Regions from separate parts of the Gossypium hirsutum genome. Here region 1 is linked to region 2. The links are chromatin contacts, called in public Hi-C maps. All regions are on one chromosome and are shown on one strand. Each heading gives the region's core, a stretch centred on a gene start, on an enhancer-like site or on the middle of the called end of the contact. The rest is flanking DNA. Distances are from core to core; before and after follow the strand shown.

The links. Hi-C and Micro-C count contacts between places; a contact is called where the count stands out from the background.
Region 1: a Hi-C map of leaf shows a contact between it and region 2, with 2.2 times the contacts expected there. The contact joins the promoter of LOC107909556 here to the enhancer-like site in region 2. A contact is called at or near these places in 2 of 34 Hi-C or Micro-C datasets (both in leaf).

The regions. Positions count from the first base shown.
Region 1 is chrD02:63,897,735-63,900,434 of Gossypium_hirsutum_v2.1, reverse strand. It overlaps LOC107909556 (vacuolar-sorting protein BRO1), which reads right to left and starts at 1,345. Exons shown (of 8, transcript XM_016837137.2): 1 at 405-1,345. The coding sequence starts at 1,085.
Region 2 is chrD02:63,722,881-63,725,580 of Gossypium_hirsutum_v2.1, reverse strand. No RefSeq gene overlaps it. Among protein-coding and RNA genes, the nearest start is that of LOC107909562, 19 kb to the right of the region's middle. Within about 2 kb of position 1,325, at least 3 of the 9 cell types and tissues checked have an H3K27ac peak or open chromatin away from gene starts, as enhancers often do. A contact at or near this core is called in leaf, where this site is marked.

The DNA of each region.
Region 1 (2,700 bases), core at 96-2,595, 170 kb before region 2:
GTATGGCTTTCACAATTAGTAAGTGGATTCTACACATATGAATGATAATGATTAGTGTATTGAGAAGTAATGAACAAAATCATATGGGATTCACATTTGGATTTGATTTTACTTCATAAAAGAAAAAAGGAAATAGTATACAGCAAAAATAACTATTAATCAAAAACAACCCCAACGATCAAAATGCAACACCTATTTTAATATAACTAATCAGTAAAAAGTATTTATTCTTAAAAAATGAAATTTCTTTTTTAATTCTTCATAAAAACTAGAAATTAAAAGTTAACCTCATGTGCTTGATAAGTCCTCCCCAAAACAAAATCTACTAATTCATCCCAAAAAACACAGATTCCAATTGTCAATCAGGTCCAAAGCAAAAATAAAATTTAAAAAAAAAACCCAACCTGCCTAGAAATCTTGGCGCAAACTCCAGGAGTACTTCCTTTAGCGATGGTATTTTCAAAAACACACTCTTGAGCTTGAGCCAACATCAACCTCTCCAACATCCCGGCACACTCCACCGACAAATCGACGGTCGTACTGTTCCCCATGGACGCCTTTGTCGACGCATTATCTCTGAGGAAGGCAAACGACCCAGCCGCCGCGATAAACGCATGAGACGCTTGTCTCCTCCCTTCCACCGTAGCCCTATCGTAAGACAAGCCAATCTGACTATAAACCGCCCCGAGATTAAACAAAATGGCGGCTTTTTCTAAATGGATGTTCTGTTGAACCGCTTTTTGCTTCTGCTTAAATGCGTCAAACCAAGTGAATTGGATTGAATTGATGTGATCTCTATCGGGGGAAATTGGGAAACGGGTTTCAATTAGGCATAGGGCTTTGAAGTAAGAGATGAGGAGGTCGCGTCGGGTTGTTGGGGCTGGGTCGGGAACGCGTTCGATGTCAGAGCGGAGGGTTTTGACGGTGGAAAGGTCATCTTCGAGGTTGACGGCTTCGCGTTCGGAGTATGTGAAGCATATGTATTGGCGGAGAGGGCGGTAGAGGTCGATGGAATTGGTTTTTTTCTCATAGATTGCTAGCATGATGTTGGTGACTGTCGCCGAGGACGAGGACGCGGCGGCCATAGCGATGGCGATGGCGACGGCGATGTTGGTGGAGATCGAATTTTAGGTGAACGGAAACAGGGTTTAATCAGGAGTGGAATTGACGATGAGAAGAAAAACAAAATGGGAAAACAAAAGGAGGGGGGGGGGAGAGTTTTCTTATTGGCAAAGGAAGGAAATTTCGAGGAGAACAAATAGATTTGCAGGTCTTCGAGGTCCCACGCGCTTGAACCGGTATGGTTTCTGTTTTAAAAACCGGTAAAACTTCTTGAAATGGGTTTAACCAGTTAGATCCATAGAATTATATTTGATTATAGGTCGGATGGGTTGCAAAATTGTAAACCCATTTTCTAGAATGGGTCTAAATTCTATCAAACTCAACCCATATTAAAAATATTATTCATATTAATTTTTTAAGATTATTTTTATATAAAAATAAATTTTAAAAATATAATATATTAAAATAGATGTTTCCTAACAAATTAAAATACATTAAAAAAGATTTATACTTAAATAACTCTAACTTAATTGCAATTTAGCAAGCAAATGCTTTTAAAATAGTAACAAAATTAACCATAAAATAAGAGTTATACAATATCCAAACAATAACAATAAAATAGTAACAATATAATAATAAAATGGTTGCAAAACAGTAAGAAAACAATTGATTCAGGCCGGGCCCGGGCCAAAAAAGTCCTACTCAAAGCCCGACCCGTTTAGAAAACAAGTCTTATTTTTTGTTAAAGTCTATTTTTTGAGCCTATATTTTTTCTCAAACTCTTCCACTTTTTGGACTGACCTTCGAGCCTGGACGAGTGTCCTGGTCCATGATCAAGTCTACATAAAACCATAAAAAATAATGTAAATCTAATTATGTAGTAATCAATTTGGTCCTTCTATTTTTATGAAAATTAAGAATTTAGTTCAATTAGATAACACTCTTGAACTTTCAATTTAAATCTTTTACTCAAAAATTAGCTGTTCTACTATTTATATATAAGGGAGAGAGATCCACTTACATGAAGTAAAACTAAAATTAATAATTTTTTATTATTAATATTTTAACAATCTAGCCATTGAATTTATTAAAATATTTTTACTTATAATGCATGTAAATTTTTGAATTAATCTGATATCTCTATCATATCAATCTAAAATATTATCTATATTAACATATATGTAATGATTAAAAAAATTTATATTAAAAGATAGATAGAAATTTTTAATTTGCCCTAAACTTGCCATGCTTTATCTATATGAATGGAATATGATATATGACGGATAGATTATTAAAATATTAATCGTCCAAAAAAAGTTATTAGAGTGTATAAAACTACTCTAGTTTTACATCGATGTAAGTGAATCCCTCCCCTATAAAGACTTATTAAAATTAATAGCTCAACCATTTATAAACAAATTAACAAAAATCAACAATTCAAGTTTATGTGTATGCCAACAACTGGATTAATTTATTAACTTTTGTAAAATAAAAGGACTAAATTCTATCAAATTAAAGTAAAAGACTAATTTCTCAATTTCTATAAAGTATAGGATGAAATTTATAATTACCCCTGTAAAAATAGAATGTCGGTAATGACAATATATCGCAAAGAAAAGAGAAATAAAAATAAAGAAC
Region 2 (2,700 bases), core at 76-2,575:
AAATAATGTGGATGTGACTCAAATTGAGACCCTTCCATATATTCCAAGTGACACTACCTACTTCTCTTTTATATAATCCTAATATTAAAGTGTTGGGTGGAGTTAGCTTTTAAGACATGTGATGAAGTGACCCATTTCTCTCTCTTCCCCCCTCTCTATATAATTGAATTAATCAAATCACATTATGATGTTAACTATATTTTATTACAAACCTAACATGGACCTAAACTTAGATTATATTACACTAACCCCCCAAAAAAGCTTATATTATTACAAGTCTAGATTGTGTCTGCATATAGGATATAAAAGCATTGCCAATTTGCCATTTTAGTTTAAATAAAGAGTTTTTGTCTTTAATGTCTTCATAATAATTTTCTTTTAATTTCAAGAAAATATAATAAATTTATTATGTCTCATTTATTTTTAGAGGAGAATGGAATTGTTAAAGATTGAATCAAAACTCTCGTACTTACAACATGATAGATAAAATTATTTCTAAATGTCAAATCTTCTTTATGAGTTAATCAAATCATTCATATAGAGACAAAATTCATGTGAATTCAAATTAATTAACATTAAATTTAAAATTATTTGTAACCTATTTCTTCTTGTCTATGATGCTTGTTAAAAAACAAATCTCCCTTGTGAAAGAAAAAATCTTGTGTGAAAGAGAGACAAAAATAAAAATGGTAATCTAATAAAGTGAGAGACATAGGTGGGCTAACACAAGCACAACCCACGCTACGTCTCACCTGCAGACACTTGAGTTTGGGAGGGGACATCTCCACATGCCTTGACAAAGCATACCTTGGAGTTTTTGTTTCTTTTTTCTTTTGGGGTAATTTGAAATTTTCATTTTTCGGATTCTATAAATATATATATCCCCTCTCTCTCTCTCTCTTTGTTTTGACGTATATCTTGGTTACCCTATGTCCCACCCTTGATTTTGATCACAAGCTGATAATTGATGTACTTTGAATAGTATGTATATATTTGCTCACTTCTTCCTTTAATTATGAAATCAGGGATTTAATTTTTCTCATGAAATTAGTAGAAATTCTGATTTCAAAAAAAAAAAAAGTTACCAATATATATATACATGTCAAGTCCTTTCATTCTCCAACATTTTCTGTTTTTTTTTTTTTTAGTTTCAGCAATATATATGATATTGTATTAAGATGTAATTTTTCAATTTTGAATAAAACCTTTGCCTACTTTGGCGCCGCCCCGACATTCATTTTCAACCATAATAGCATAGCATCTAAACACAAAGTGTGTGAACACAGAAGTTTAGAGGTTTGGTTTGTAGAGAGTAAAACTCATCACATCACATCACATCACATGGGAAATGTTTGTTTGCAATCACTCAACATTATACTAATATAACCCACCCGCTCTACTCAATTATTTATATATATGAAGATGAGACTTAGCTCTGAGAAAAGGGTTTCAATTCCAGCATATTATATTAATATACAAAGAAAAAGTTGTTCTTATTATAAAGAAGAAGCCTTGAGTTATGGACGGTTTTGTCTGCAGGGAAAATCCCAAGCAGAGAAGGGTCTTAGACTTGGTCTTAGTCTTACCTATATATTAGTAGAAGCTACAAATGGATTTTGGATTCTAACACATATGAGATAAAGCCTAATACAAAATGTGTGTTTTATTATTATTTAAAAACATACACAGTTCGAGTACTTCCGTGGGTGCTTCATGCTACTCCTCAAATTTTAAGATCTCATTTCTTTCTGTTAGAAAACCCATTATCACAAGTTAAATTAATCTATTTATTTACCATCACTTTTATCAGTGTTTGAACATTAAACTTTAAACCAATCCATTGCAGGATGCAAGCAATGGCTTATTAAGAATGATGATATTTCTACATTTGCTATTTCTATCTTATCTCATAAAATCTATTTAGTTGAACTCAAACTACTCTTAAATAACTCGATGCATGTCGACAATGAGTTTCTTTTTTTCTTTTTTTTTTGTTTAAATAATAACTATAAATGATGATGATGATGGTAGAAACTAGATTTTGTGCAGAGACGTAACTGGAATAAATTTGAATCTAGTAAATTGAAAACTTAATTTGTTAAACCAACCTGAAATCTATTTGAATTGGAGTCAACCATTTGATTGGATCAAGTTCAACTATTTTTCCAGCTTTGGGCTGAATGCAAATTGATCCATGTTTTGGATTTTGACGTTAGGCTTTATTAAGTCCACATTAGGTTGATTTTAGTTTACTTGGATCTTTTAGGCTTGTAATTGGTCCCAATCCATTTCCCTCATTATTAGTACTCGTTTTTACCCAATAGGCCACATTTGGTGCACTTAATGCAAATGAGAAGAGTAAAAATACTATAGAGGCCTTTTACACTAAAAGATGGATTGCATTTTAACTTCTTTACTGAAAATATTTACAAATTAGTCCCTGTGTGTTAGAATAGAGAGCAAGTTGATTCTTCTACTAAAAATTTAATCCATTTCTATCATTAAAAATTAGTTTTTGTATGTCATAATGAGGTACACGTGGTCGTCTGATTATTTTGTTAGCCACACTAATTTTTACACAGTAGAAATGGATGAAATTTTTAACAGAAACGACCAGATTACTCTTTGATATAATGTACAAGGACTAATTTATCCATTTTTTTAGTAGAGGGGTAAAATGCAATCTTGCTCCTAATATAA